Linked DNA regions of Mus musculus: all the other regions are linked to region 3. A link is a contact called in public Hi-C and HiChIP or PLAC-seq data. All regions are on one chromosome and are shown on one strand. The core of a region is the stretch at or near the end of the contact, and the rest is flanking DNA. Distances in the headings are between cores, read along the strand shown.

Region 1 (4,834 bases), core at 1,941-4,440, 190 kb before region 3:
ACTCAATGCCACTCTTATGATATTACAGATCATCTTCATACTGCTAAAATTAAATGTGTGTGTGTGTGTGTGTGTGTGTGTGTGTGTGTGTGTGTGTGTGTCCTGGATTGCAGTCGTCTTCACAAGAGCATTTGGCAGAGCTCACATGACTTTCTCAAGATGACTGATTCCGTTGGCTTCTATGACTCTGCTCTCCCTAAATCCTGTGTTTACCTACCTACTCTTTTTCTCTGATTAAATGTTGCCGTTCCTCAGGATGCAACCCATGGCTGCTCCCTGTTCTATTCCCTTAGGTGGGCTACTATATCCATGACTAAATCCTATAAGTCAGGACATCTTTCCATCAGCCATGATGGGCCAGTATGTTTCTAACCTACAAACAGGCAGCTACAATCAACATACACTCAGAAGCTGTTGGAAAGCTTCAGAATGGTGGGAAGGAATGAATATCCAGAGAGCCAGTATTCCTGAGAGAAGAAAAGTCCAGGGAGGTGGGCTCCTACCTTTGATAGATGTCTTCTTTCTGTGGATGCCAAATCTCAGAAGAAAAAAACAAACAGAGCCAGCTGCTTCAGCTCAAAATGTTGCTTTGCCCCATGTCTCTCACTGTAGTATTTACTCCAAGGACTGCAACCTCTTTTCAGGAATTCTTCCTCCTAAATACCTTTCCAAGTATCCCATCCTCACCATCTCCTGCCACATTCCCTCACACCAAGGCCATTTGGTATGTAAACATAGTTTCCTATTTGAACCCCCTGCTTCCAGAATATTCTTGGCAGTGATCTGCAGGTTTTCCCATGTCACACCACTGCTAAAATGTTTTGATGACTCCATCTAACCCAGAATATAAAACAGGCTGGTGACAGTTTTTATGGTTGACAACTGAATACCATTCTGTCTTATCTCCTACTTTTCAATGGACTTTTCAGCTTTGAGCAGCAAATGAGTAGAACCCCGATAAAGCCCAGCTTATTTGGTGTGATGGAGCATGCCTAGAATTCCAGCACTCAGGAGGCTTCAAATGGGTCAGCCTGGGCTGTATGGCACACGCACACACGTGCACACACACACACACACACACACACACACACACACACACACAAAATGGCAGGTTCCCCTCTAGTGTTACATCGCACCTTCGTTTCTGTTTCCTCTTCTTGCATGATCGAATCCTGTAGTTTCTGCTTCCTGTCCTCCCTGCTTCCTAGTCTCTCCTTCCTTTATCCCTTCATTCCCTCCTCCCTTCCATTCCCATAATGGTCTCCTCAACCTAGGAATAAATAAGATCCTAACTTCATATAACAGCCAGGCATGAAAACGAAAATTTAAATAGAAAATTTAAGGGTAGAAAACAAGAAACAAGAAAATTGGGGCCAGAGAAGTTGCTGGGTGGCTAAGATCCCTTACTGCCCTAACAGTGGACCTGTACTCAGTTCCCAGTGTCCACACAACAGCCCATGGATGTTTGTAATTCTAGCTTCAGAGGATCTCATGCTCTTCTCTCCTCCGACCCCCGTGACTTCTATCACGTAGACGATCTTCTATCTTCTTCTGATACATAGACACGGGTTAAATGTATCTACATACAGGCACATATGTGCATAAAATGTAAGTAAACATTACAAAACTAGGATGGTAGAGAACAAAAGAAAACAAAATGGATAGCTACATGTGCTTGCCCATGGGTGCTCTGATAGGACAAAGATTTTGAGAGGCCCCAACACAGACATTATATCCTGAAAAGTTTAAAATAGTCACTAGCTGGCCATTAACACATACAGTTAGCCTCTGAATTAAGAGATACATTGCTGAACTGGGCAAATAAAAACATACAAGCAAAAGTAAAGACAAGTAAGAGCCTGAAGCTGCATTTGAAATAGGTGTGATAGACTGAAGACCAGCATTCCTGGTACACAGAGTTTACAGAAATAAAAGTTAAGAAATGGCATAGCAGAAAAATGGCTTCAACTGACTAACTGAAAATAAGACAAGTATGATGTCATTTTCCATCTTGTCAGCAATGAAAAGAAGACAAATAAAATGAAATTATAACCCCAGTTTACCTGAAGAATATTTTAGGCAATTTAAAATTTGACTACCAGATATTTTTTAAAAAATAGTAAGATTTTGTACTAGCTATTGTTAAAAAAAAATAAAAAATGGGGAACCATCAAAGAGTTGGAAGAACAAGATTTGATGTGCTCTTTTAAATTTTTTTTTTGAAAAATAATAACTTAAAAAAAAGAAATGACTTTCTGAAAACTGGCCAATGTTAATTCCATTCAGATGAGTTCAGCATTAGGAATATATTGTTCTGGTCAGAGTGGAAAACACAGCTTGCTTATGGTACTACAGGGCTAGGGTTCAACACTTACTCTTCTCAGGAGACAGGTGCATCTTGGTCTGACCCCGCACCAGCCTGCAGGTGGAGCCGTCCCCAGCACAGACGCCACAATTGTCCTCCTTGGCATTACTTCCCAGCTGTCTATCACAGCCCACAATCTGTGCAGAAAACGAACAAAAGACATCTCATTTAGGATGCTCTCTTGCTTTAGTTTATGGGCTGGCGGTCTTCATGAGGACACCATTTTGTATTTGTGAACTGATGGGACATTTCAGCGTCTAAGACAATTTCTGTTATTCTTATGCAAGACCCTCAGAATTGCAAACACCGAAGCTATCTCCCTGCAACCTTACTCTCCTCTAGCTATATTTATTTCAATTATCCGTATGCCTAAAAAAGAATATTTCTTTTCCACCTTTCTCTCTGACCCACCCTCACCTTCCCATGAGGTCTTTTGTAGCCCAGACAGTCTTGAACTTGCTGTGTAGTGTGGGATGACATTAACATTGTCTGATCCATCAACTTCCACCTCAGAGTGGAAGAGTGAAGGTTTGTCTCATCTCATCTGGTTTGTGTGGTGCAAGGACCAAACTCGGGACTCTATGTTGCTGGATAAGCACTGTACCAACTGGACTACATCCCCAGCCCCTCTTCCTGCCCCTTCTTTCTCTCCACTCCTACTTTTGCCCCAGATTCTTGTTTCTTGCACCCGATGTCTATGCCTCAGGCCCACAATATGTTAATACATTTGCTTCGATGCAGAAAAATCTACAGACACGTCTTCCATCTTGGTTACATCTGCATTTCTTTATCACTAGCTGTTCTTACCCCTAGGTTGCCGCCTCCATATAATTATATCCATGTGCCTACAGATGCTTGTAAAGAGGAAAACTAGGAGTTCTGTCCCATACAAAACATGGAGTGCTGTTATCTTTCAGTTTATTGTGTCACTATGCCTGTGTGTGTGATATTAAAACTGTCCTGACAGGAGAATAGCTATGTTTTGTATTTCTTTTCATTTTCACAAATGAGACTTTCATATAAAGTGTGCCCAGTGATCTTTACTAGTCTAATAGTTTATCTCTACTTCCTGATGTTATTCACAAGTCTGGCAATGAAATTCAGGGACTGTGAAGACAGTCATGACAAATCCTGACTCATCTACCACATCCTTTAAAATACAGGATGCTGGACAAGTAGTCAGACTCAGAGAGACTCGTTTTCCTCAACAGTAAGGAGAGATAAAGATGCCAATGTGTATTTCACCAAAGGTCTACCAAGAGTTAAAGGGGAAACAAAAAGTGGCACAACAATCAGACAATTCTACAGAGTTCTAAAGGGCGCAGGTCAGTTTGACTGTTTCTCTCTGTTGTCAGCTTTGGACTCCAGGAGCCAGGACACTGCAGTGGGCAGAGCTGTCAAATTACTGTGTTCTCCAGGTGCTGAAGAGAAAAGAGGAACTGGACGCAGTTCAAGCCACATCTATAGGGGGGAGTCTTTCCAAAATGTCGGTGTTGAAAGGCAGGGGGAAGATAGAAGGGGGGCTTCAGAGAGAGGTGGGATACGTTCCAAGGAAATGAGGGAATAGTTGTGCTTTGAGATGTTCTCAGTTTCACCCCGGGATGCCAGGAGTAAAGGGGTCTACACTTGCTCTGTGGAATCACAAATGGTGAAAGCTACAGCCTTCAGCATTTAGCTCAATGGGAGAAAGTCTCAGAAGCCAGACTTCTTGTTGGGAACACTGCAATGGGTATTAAATTATTGCATGAGCAGCTGGAGGCAATTTATATTCCTTTATTTTGATAGTATGACTTTAAAGATAATATTGGTGACATGTTTTTAATTTGTATGTGTACATGTATGTTCGTGTGTTAGTCCAGGAGCACACATATCAGGGAACACATGTGGTGGTCAGAGGCCAGCTGGCCCATGAACTTCCAGGAATCCTCCTATTCCTGCCTCCCCCGAGCTGGGATTATAGATACATGTTCCTGTATACAGCTTTATGTGGACCCTAAGGATTCGAACTCAGGGCCTTGTGCTTACACAGCAACCACTCCTCCCAGCGGCCTTATAATACTGTGTGATTTTTGCTGGATGCTTACCATATGCCTGGCATTGTGTCACAAATGCTGCCTGTGGTCTTTCATTTCTTCTCCACAACAACCTTATGATACAGGTGAGACCTTTTATCTACATCTTACAACACAGGAGTCTGTCTGCACACGGCGGAAGCTAAAATGACTTGCCCCCATGGCAGAGACTGCACACAGTGCCAGTAATAGTTTTAAACCCCTGGTCCTCTAAGCAGAAACCCAACAGGGTGCCATTCCTTCATGTACCTTTGCTCTCAGCAGAAAGACAAGGAGGGTCCCTGTTACAGAGGACTTTATATGAATATTTACAAGCACATGTGGGACAGCTTAAGGGCGATTGATTCTGGAAACATACTTGCATGGTTGGGATTGGACCAGTGAGTAACTGTGTTCA
Region 2 (4,912 bases), core at 1,788-4,287, 250 kb after region 3:
TGGCCTCTGTTAGGCATGTTGGATGGACTGAATTGATCTTATGCAATGTGTCCTTATTCAGACAGCTTCTAGAAATTTTAATCAGTGTGTGTGTGTGTGTGTGTGTGTGTGTATGTGTGTGTGTGAGTGAGTGAGTGAGAGAGAGAGAGAGTGTTACCATCAGAGCCATCTGGGTTCTATGTTTATATTCACTTTAGCCCTGTTGGAGGTCCTCAGCCATATGTGGCAACTGCACACAGGCTGTCTGAATCTCCTGTTGTTGACTTAGATTTCTACTACTCTTATGGCCTCTCTGGTCTTAGTTATGCCACGTTTCACAGGGGTTGTTTGGGAATCTCCCTCCTTGGCATCCACAACAACCATGGTAGGTCTCTGTATCTGCAGTTGCTCAGAGATTACACTTGGAGTACATCTTAACCAACGCAAGTCACACAAGTCCATGTAGATCTGTTCCTAGTGGCTATCGCACAGACCTGTGTGTTGTGGCATAAGTTGTGGTGCACCCACTACTAAATGCCCACTGCATGGTTTGGGTGCACATCTTGCTACCAAACACTTTTTACCCTATAAACTCCAGTCTGAGCCTCTGATCACCACTGCAGCTGTGAGGGAAGTTTTACAGCATCTGGTGTTTTGGGGGAAGAGAACTATTTCCAGGCTGAGAACAACTTGAAAATGTCTCCCCCACCGTGAAGACATCATCAGCTTCACCAGGCTTCCTGTGGCAAAGCATACTCAGGAATCAGCTTAACCATTTCCCAACCATGCCAGCTGCAGGACCGAAAATCATTCAGTGGCTTTGTCCTTGGCCACCCTTCATTCATTTCTACTCCTGGTGGTGTAGGCTAGTAACTCACTCAGGAGACAGATATTCAGTGGATGAATGGGTGTGCTCTACTTAAAGATTACAGACATGACAGGTCAGTCTTTAATAAAACAAGCTTTTGTGGACAATAAAAGGCCCATCTGAAAATTTCCATCTTCTTTAACAATTGGCAAGGAGAACATGGTATAGAGTCAGTTTTTTTCTCCTATTTTGAAAATGTTCAAGTCATTTTTAAAATGGGTGAACTTCAGATAATGACCACCTCTGTGAGTTTCCTCTCCCTATTTCTTTCTCATCCCCAAACTGAGACCTAACTGTGTCTATTATCCAAAACCCACTGGCCTGGAAGCCCTTTTTATCTTTCTTGATTAAGGCTTTTCTTGATTATCTTGGCTTTTCGTGAGGACTGTCCTGAATCTCAGCATGCAGGACCTTGCCCTGTCATTACCTCGGTGTGAGACAGCACCTGAAGGACAGGATAGCTTCTCGCCTTCAGACCCAAGCACCCAGTGGGGCAGAAGTGGAATGGGTGGTTTCTATGTGTTGCTTTCTAGAAGTGATTCAGATTAGCTCATGGGAACACTTAATTTCCGTTAGTTTTACAACCTGAAGTTTCTTCTTTGCCCTGCCTCAAAGGTAAACTGGGAAAGGTAGGCTACACACTCATTTGTAATCCTTAGACATTGTTATCATAAAACTAATCTTTACATGTTCATAGTTAGACTATTTGTAATAGCCCCAAACTGGAAATTCTCCAAATGCCCATCACTAGTTGATGGATAATAAATAAATTGTGGGATTTCGCACAATAGGATAAGGCAGAGTAATTACAGTGAGCAATCTACAGCTACATGAAATGATTTCGGTGGATCTCATTAACACAATGCTGGGTATTAGAAGCCAGACAGAGAAGGTATGAGTCCATGTTTATGTAAAGAACAAAAGCAAGCATAACTAATCTTTGCTGTGCATAGTCAAGATAGTGGCTTCCCTTGGAGGAGTAATGGCTGGATCTGAAAAGGAATTCAGAGGGCTGTGTTTTTTATTTTGGGTGCTAGTTACACAAATATTTGGTTTATAGGCAGCTATTCTGCTGCAAGTTCAGTGCAGTGCCCTCTCTCTCTGGAAATCCTGTAAGCACTGTCTCCAAAAGGACCCTGTTCAGGACCTCTTTCCTGATCCATGACTGGAATCAGAAGGGTGTTGGAATGACAGTATATGTGTGCATTAATTACCTAGTGCTGTATCATGGAGTACCCCAGGACATGTTGGCTAAAACTCTAAGCATTAATTATGCAATTGCCTTTGTTGGTCAGGAATCTGGAGCAAATAAGTTGACTAGTTCTAACTCAGAATCTCTCATGAAGCTGCAGCCAATATGTTGTCAGGAGCTGCCATCATCTTCATATACTTCAGAGGTGTAACAGGGCCTCAGACCTTAGGAGGTCCCCAGACCTTAGCACAACTGACTCCATGATGGAAGTACTATACTGGCTGTAAAACTCACCAAGTTGACAACACCACCTGCCAAAACTAAAACAAAGACCTAAACCATCAAAGTCCATATACTTTTGGGAAAGTCCTAAAATGTACTAACTTTGCTTTTTAGCTTCTGGCTAACTGTACTAGTTAGGGGGAGTATGTCAACCCAGAACACGGTGTTTTGTTTTGTTTTGTTTTGTATTTTGGGGGCTTAAAAGCTTACCCTGAGAAAGGCCCAGTGCTATACTGGGATCCCAAACACCTAGGGTAGTCACTGGACAGCTAATAGAGACTTTCTATTGGCTTGAACCCATGTCTGAACAGTATTCCCTGTTGAATACCTCACAACAAGAGAGTCCATCTAATTCACTTCCATGGTTGTGAACAAGAAGCCAGTTGGTCCCATATGTATTTCCCCATAGGGTTGCTTGACAACCTGGCAGCCAGCTCCCCCCAGAAAAGAATGAGAAGGAATGTGGAGAAAGAAGTTAAAACATCTTTCATGACTTAGTCTTAGAAGTCTCATGCCATCCTTTACGTATTCCATTCATTAGAAATTACTCACTCAGTCCAGGGGATCCTCAAGGGAATCAGAGTTCACGTCTTGATGAAACATAACATAAAATAACAAATAATTTGTGGATGTATTTTCAAAACCATGGAAGTTTACCCTCTGACTATGAATTACTCACACCTTTGCCTCTTACTAAGGATCTTTTCATGACCACAGGATGTATAGCACCAACCTGATGCTCAGAATCATTTCATCTACATCAAGGCCAGATGCTGCACGTGTGTGTCCTTAGCTTAAGTGAAGCGACCCCTGGGCCTGGCTCCTCTCATTCAGAACACCTGAGATGCTTACACATCATCTGCACCAGCTTCTAACCTAACAGTAGTAAGAACTGCATAGGGAAGCATTTTGGATGTTCCTGATTTGAAAGCAGGCCAGAAGTCAGTGGTCTGGGCTTAGAGCCTTGTTCCTAATGAGTTGCTAGTCTCTAGCAGTTCGGAAATCCAACTGGGAGAAGGTTGGAAGCCCCTTGATTAGGATTCAGTCCTATTTCTGCTCAGAAAGGATATTTATACCTCTTGGCTCTACTTTCTGGTTTTTCTCTTTTGTCCATGAAGACAGCCACGTTGTTTTCTCACTTGCTTCCTTCTCGCCAACAGCATTCTGGGAGTCCAAAGACTTCCCTTTGTCCAAGTATGATCTTAAAACCAAAGTATAATGAAAGCAATGCCGTGCCTCCTGAACCCAGACAAGAGATTCTCTGCTCATTCACAGACCACAAAACGAGACCCTGCTATAGGAGCAACCATCACACCTCGGAACAGCCTTCAACCTGAAAACACGAGGAAAGCCTTTTTTATTTGTTTCATGCTGAAAACAATGAGTTTGAAAAATATAAATTCTTTTTTTTTTTTCCTTTTTTTCTTTGTCCGAGACAGGGTTTCTCTGTGTAGCCCTGGCTGTCCTGGAACTCACTCTAAAAATACAAATTCTTGAAAGGACAGATGGTAGACTTAAGGTGGTCAGAAAAAAAAGCATTGCCTAACTTTAATTGTCAATCCATGGACCATTAAAGAAAGGGAGGAAGATCTTTGCATCTTCCCTGTCATCACTGGGAAAACAAGCACCTCGTCCTCCTCCCATCCCACCCCCACCCCCAGGAGAACTGTCTCTACACCCAGAGAGAGAAAGACCACCCTGGCAGTAAGTGACTGACTTACTGACACATGCTTACATCTTAAGATCTACACAGTAGAGGCATAGCAGATCACATGATCTATGCATGTGAGGCAAGTGGACACAAGAACCAAAAGCAGTGTATTCTGGGAATTGTAGTTTTATGCTTTAGAGGCATTCAAAATGTTAAAAAAAAAAAAAAAAAAAGTTAAGAGCCTGAGAAAGGGGAAATTATGCTGAGCTCTAAAACCAGCTAAAATGGAGACAATCCTGAATAGAATAAAATAAAATATAATATAGATGTGAATGTGCTTTTCTTGAAGAGAGTCTGCTCTTTAAAACTAACGATGCAGTGATGGCACACGCCTTTAATCCCAGCACTTGGGAGGCAGAGGCAGGCGGATTTCTGAGTTCGAGGCCAGCCTGGTCTACAGAGTGAGTTCCAGGACAGCCAGGGCTACACAGAGAAACCCTGTCTCGAAAAAAAAAAACAAAAAACAAACAAACAAACAAAAACCCAAAAAACAAACAAAAAAACAAAACAAAAAGAACAAAGATATCAATAACAAACAATAACAGTCGCTAGGAGGAGGGCCAGTGAGGAGGCTCAGGTAAAGGTGCCTGCCGAGCAAGCCTGGTGACCTGAGGTCAATCTTGTGGTCTGAATGTGAAATGTCACCCACAGGCACATGTCTTTGAACACTTGGTCCCTAGCTGGTGGCACTGTTTAGGAAGGTTATTGAACCTGTCGGAGAAAGAGCCTTGCTGAGGGAAGTTTGTCACTGGGTGGGACTGGGGGAACCTTGGGGTTTTATAGCCTGTCCCCACTTCCTGTTTTCTATCTGACTTAGGACTGCTGGCATCATGGTCCTGCCACCACTCATTTTCCCTCAATTGGCTTTTTTGAGGTATCC
Region 3 (4,637 bases), core at 1,250-3,749:
ACTTTTTCTATACACGTGCTGGTGAAACGGTTGCCTTACTGGGCCTGGAGAGATGGCTCAACACTTGAGAGCACCGCTGCTCTCCCAGAGGACCCACACGGTGCTCACAGCCACAGACAGTGCTCTAACACGGTAAGCATCCATCCACACAGACAAGGTATCCATACACATAACTGGTGTTTTAAGCTCTTGTTATAGCTTATCCAGGACAGTGGAAGAGGAGGGCTGGAGGCAGTGAGCCCTTCCCAGCCCTGATGGGTGAGATTTCAGCCTCTGAATTCCTGGTGCCACAGAAGCATAAGCAGGAAGTCACCAAGGACAGAGCACAGCGCCTTAAATACTTCTCAGCCACTTTCCTCTGTTTATTCATTTGCTTCGAGTAGATGTTTACAAATCCCAATTCCACTCCCTCCTTCTGTGGGTGAGACTGAGCCTGCCCTTAGCAGGATGCCTTACTCTGCCCTAGAACTGATTCTTGAGGTCAGAAGCCCAGGGAAGGGTGCTCGCTCACCCAGTGCCATCATATTTTACGGTGTTCTGGTAGAGGAGCCACGCTGGCTCTACACTGAGACCTGGCATCCATCAACTGAGGTTGTAGAGAGGAGGTGAAATGTTGAGACTTTGGCCCTGGGCCATACCACCAACACAGTTGATCAAAAGGTCGATAATTACACTTACTGAAGGCTCGCACCAGATACCTGGCTCCTTTGTCAACTTCTCAATTAGACAAAGTCCAGACCAGTATCTGCTGTGGCTCAGCTCCCCAAATCTCTTCCCAACAATGATGAAACATCTCCTCCTCTGTTTGGAGGAAGCCATGGCCCTTCTGTTATCTGCTAGCATGCTCTCCCTGAAGCCTCACTTTAACAGCCTGTTCACCAGTTTCCAATTGGTGCAATGTCACGTGTGCAGCACTGTGAACACCGTGTCATGTGTGCAGCAGTGTGAACACAGTGTCACGTGTGCAGCAGTGTGAACAGTGTCACATGTGCAGCAGTATGAACATAAAATGCCCTCGAGGATCGCATACTGAGGGTTTGATCCAAAGATAATGGCAAGATTCTGGAACTTCTGGAACTTTTAAGAGACAAAGCCTAGTTTAGAGTCAGTCAGTCACGGGAGGGATATGGGGGAGAGTAAGGCTGTCCTTTCTCTCTCCCTTTCTTTTCCCACCCTACATCTCCTTGCTGACCACTCTAAGTGCCGCATCTGTCACACCATGATGCTCTGTGGCACCACGGTGGAGATGACGGATCCAGCTGGCCATGGTCTGAGACCTCCATCCCTTGAGACGAAGCTCACATTCCTCCTTTTAAGTTGCTCTCTCAGGTGTCTGTCCCAGTACGCTAAAGTCTGGCCAATTCAGGGTCTAAGAACTGTCAAATCCATCAGGCAGTGTCCCAGCTTGCAGACCTTCTATGTTTGATAAGAATTAAAGGGGCCCAGTCATGTTTACCCAGAGCCACAATGATATCCTAGCGGAAAGCCCAGCCATCACCGACCATTCTAAAGCACAGGTCCCAGCCATGACAGGAAGCAGGCATGGCCACAAAGGCCGACTGACCAAGGGTGGACATGAAGTTGGTGGCTAAGAGGTATCAGAACTCTGTGTTCTACATGATTATGGCCTTGGCCCCATGGACGCAGGGCTGGGGGGGAGGAGGGCGATGGATGAAAGCCAAGGTGAGAGTTTTATAAACCACCCACCCTCAGCAAGGACTATTAGCACTTCTTCTCCAACCACGTCACACCCACAGCGTGTTCTGCCAGCAGTGGGCAATGCTGGAGGCTTTTACACTTTAACTGGTCAACAGGAGAGAGAATGTAAGGCCACAAGGACATGGGAAAGACCAGGGAGACCCCTTCCAAGTCTGGCTGCCGTCACCCCTCAAAGAGAAGAAAGATGATCTGCTAGATAGCACAGTGACCAGTGAGTCTCCTCAGCTATAGACCTAACAATGGGAAGGGGGAGCCAGATCTTCACCCGGCACGTGCTGTTCAAGCTCAGCAAACCACAAATGCTGTGGCCTTTAACACCAAGGCTGCTCTCCTGGGCCATCTTCTGCTACAAAGCCACCCCAGGAACAAGCAGCCCTGCTAAGGACTAAGGCTTCATTCAGAGATGGTTGACTGTCTCTCCCTATATGTCAGGCAGGAACATTCTAGAAACTTCCACTGCAGTTAGGGTTTTAGAGCGTGTCATGTGCATTAAAGTCTTCCGTTCGGTTTAAATACTTACATCATTTTCTAAAAAATTAAACATGCTCCTTTCGGCCAACTCCTTTGACTCTTCAAACTTCTCTACTGCTTGTCTGATTTCTTCCTCGGGGATCTTACCTACCCGCCGCTTTTTATAATCATAATCCAGGCGACGGCCTTCCAGCTTTCTCAGGTGGTGCTGAAACGAGAAAGGAAGTCCTCACTCACTAAGTGCTGAGGCTCACACTGTGGCGTGACTCATGCCCGCCATGATGAGGCTCACCGAGGATGGAAGAGGTGTGACTCATGCTGTGGTGTGACTCACACACTGATGAGACTCACACCACAGTATGTGCTTAAGTGCACACACTCTCTTTCTTATGGCTATGTTCCTTGTTCTGGGCCTAGTCCTGCCCGCTGCTGTTTGAGAGCGTGAGAGCTGCGTGCATACGCAGGTGTTTTGGTCTGAGCCGCGCCCATCCTCTCTCCTTTACCTTCCCCCTCCCCCCACCACCAGCATCAATTCCCTTCCCAACTTCACGTGCTCTTGTAAATCCATGGAGGCCACATAGTCAGTTGTGCAAGGACACAGAGCCACCTGCTGGAGAACTCCTCAAGAAAACTGACCCCTCCATCCCCTAGAGGGAGTCCAGTCCTAAGCTATGGGGTGGGATGCTGTGAGCCTCGGCCCCACCCACTCTTCAGGTAGAAACCAGTTACATCCTCTGCTCTGCACCCTCTGTCTCTTGCTGAAGGCCACCCACCCTGCCTAGCATTCGAAACATTTACAGAAGGACACATGATGGGCGAGGGGTGGGCAGCAGGTGAGAATGAGAGTCTGTGTGGAGAATAAGGAAGGATGCAGTGTCCTCGCTCAGGTAACCCTTCCTGTCTCCACAGGACTCCCTTCCCCAGTTCTGTTAACATACACAATGTCTAACCACCCTAACTCTACAAAAAATAAGAATATTTCCATTGCCAATTCCTCCAAAAACGATGATGATGACGATGATGATGTAGCGTGTCAAGGGATTCTCGACAGGTTTGAATACCACAGGGAGAGATCAACACAAGCAGGAAGACTGGACATGGGGGAAGGAAGATGGGTCTTGGTGGGGTGAGAGGGATGGACCTGGGCCCAGTGTGGAGTGGGCATGCTTTTCCTGGGATGGAAGGAAGGGGTGACAGGTGAGGGGATCCAGAGTTGTCCAAATAAGGAGGGGGACCAAAACAGCAGCTTTCATTTCTCATCCAGCCTTCCCGGGTCCTTCTCTGATGCCTTCTGCTTTTAGAATAAACTCTAAATGCAGGTAAAGGCATCTGGAGTTCTCCAGGACTCCCAGGCTTCTCTCCCTCCATAGCTACCTGGTCTTCCCCTGTGCCCTGGGTTCCTAGACATCCTAACCCTGGCCCTTCAGCAAGATGTGCTGCCTATTTACCCAGCCCAGTCATCCTGGACAGCTCCTCGGTGGCCTTTCCTCATCCAGCTATGCGGAGGATGGTGCCCCTCCTCAGGCGTCCCTGCTCTTCTCTCCAGCATTGGTAACTGCTGTTTTCCTACCTCACGTCTATATGCTTCATCTGTTTGTTGCAGGAACACGCCACATAGCCCAAGTTCTCCTTAACTCATGATCTCGGTGGCTACACTCTTAAAACTGTCTGGGTCTGGAAAGATGGCGACAAGACTCAAATGAGTCTGCAGCTGAAGGGAGATGTCAATCAAGTTTGAAGGCAGTGAGCTATTCTCTACAACACCACAAGAGGGCGCCTGGACCTTCAGCGCCGAAGTCTGGCAGTCTGCATTGCTTGGAGCTGGCTTGGAGCTGGCTTGCACATCTGCAAAAGCAGCCGAGCTGAACGAGACCTGGAAGTTCCCACAGACACCCTGGACAAAACAATTTCTTGCAGGTTTCCAGGATAAAACTGCCAGTTTCTAGACAATGATTTTCTCGAGAAAGAATGAAACAGAATGACCACAAGCACACAACCGATACAGTGTGATATTAGCAATCAAATCTACACCCCAAAGTATGATGTCGTTGTGTTATATGAGAAGTGGCTGCAGAAATATGATATTCAGCCTGGCTCGCAGATGACTCAGTGAGACGAAGAACAGGACAGTGACAGCGGAGCCTGCACCTCCACCCAGTCTGTCTGCCAGGAGAAACGGATCCCGGTACTCTCTCAGGAACCCATATAATATAGTAATCGAGTGCAGTTTTCAACCCTCAGATAAGACTGTGTGGTTGCCGAGCCCACGCAGAAACCTTGGTTTTAAGTCGTGGTATCATGATGAGCAGCAGCTGGCACAGGACAGCCAGGAAGACTCACCCCGATCTCCTTTAAATCTTTGTCTTGCAGTAGCTGCAGTGGGTCAATAAAAGTTTGCTTCACATTAATATCCAGAGAGTCTTTCACCTCAGCCATGAGTTTCAGGG

Evidence for each region. HiChIP or PLAC-seq counts read pairs in DNA pulled down with a chosen protein or histone mark. A called contact is a pair of places that touch in the nucleus more often than the background predicts.
Region 1: a contact with region 3 is called in a Hi-C map of the C2C12 cell line, with 2.6 times the contacts expected there. The contact joins two enhancer-like sites. A contact is called at or near these places in 1 of 15 datasets of contacts at CTCF or cohesin (the NIH/3T3 cell line) and 1 of 484 Hi-C or Micro-C datasets (the C2C12 cell line).
Region 2: a CTCF HiChIP or PLAC-seq map of the NIH/3T3 cell line shows a contact between it and region 3, with 18 read pairs. The contact joins two enhancer-like sites. A contact is called at or near these places in 3 of 15 datasets of contacts at CTCF or cohesin (the NIH/3T3 cell line and large pre-B cells), 1 of 484 Hi-C or Micro-C datasets (the N1E-115 cell line) and 4 of 115 datasets of contacts at active chromatin or transcription factors (the NIH/3T3 cell line, embryonic basal ganglia, embryonic stem cells and 1 more).

What each region holds. Positions count from the first base shown.
Region 1 is chr7:82,463,232-82,468,065 of GRCm38.p6, reverse strand. Adamtsl3 (ADAMTS-like 3) reads right to left here. Exons shown (of 30, transcript NM_001190374.1): 7 at 2,376-2,502. Among named protein-coding and RNA genes, the nearest start is that of Adamtsl3, 130 kb to the right of the region's middle. Within about 2 kb of position 3,190, at least 32 of the 459 cell types and tissues checked have an H3K27ac peak or open chromatin away from gene starts, as enhancers often do. A contact at or near this core is called in the C2C12 cell line and the NIH/3T3 cell line, where this site is marked.
Region 2 is chr7:82,021,851-82,026,762 of GRCm38.p6, reverse strand. No RefSeq gene overlaps it. Among named protein-coding and RNA genes, the nearest start is that of Gm46013, 12 kb to the right of the region's middle. Within about 2 kb of position 3,037, at least 7 of the 459 cell types and tissues checked have an H3K27ac peak or open chromatin away from gene starts, as enhancers often do. A contact at or near this core is called in the NIH/3T3 cell line, where this site is marked.
Region 3 is chr7:82,273,888-82,278,524 of GRCm38.p6, reverse strand. Sh3gl3 (SH3-domain GRB2-like 3) reads right to left here. Exons shown (of 9, transcript NM_017400.7): 5 at 4,531-4,637; 6 at 2,240-2,398. Among named protein-coding and RNA genes, the nearest start is that of Gm32903, 20 kb to the right of the region's middle. Within about 2 kb of position 2,499, at least 44 of the 459 cell types and tissues checked have an H3K27ac peak or open chromatin away from gene starts, as enhancers often do. A contact at or near this core is called in the C2C12 cell line and the NIH/3T3 cell line, where this site is marked.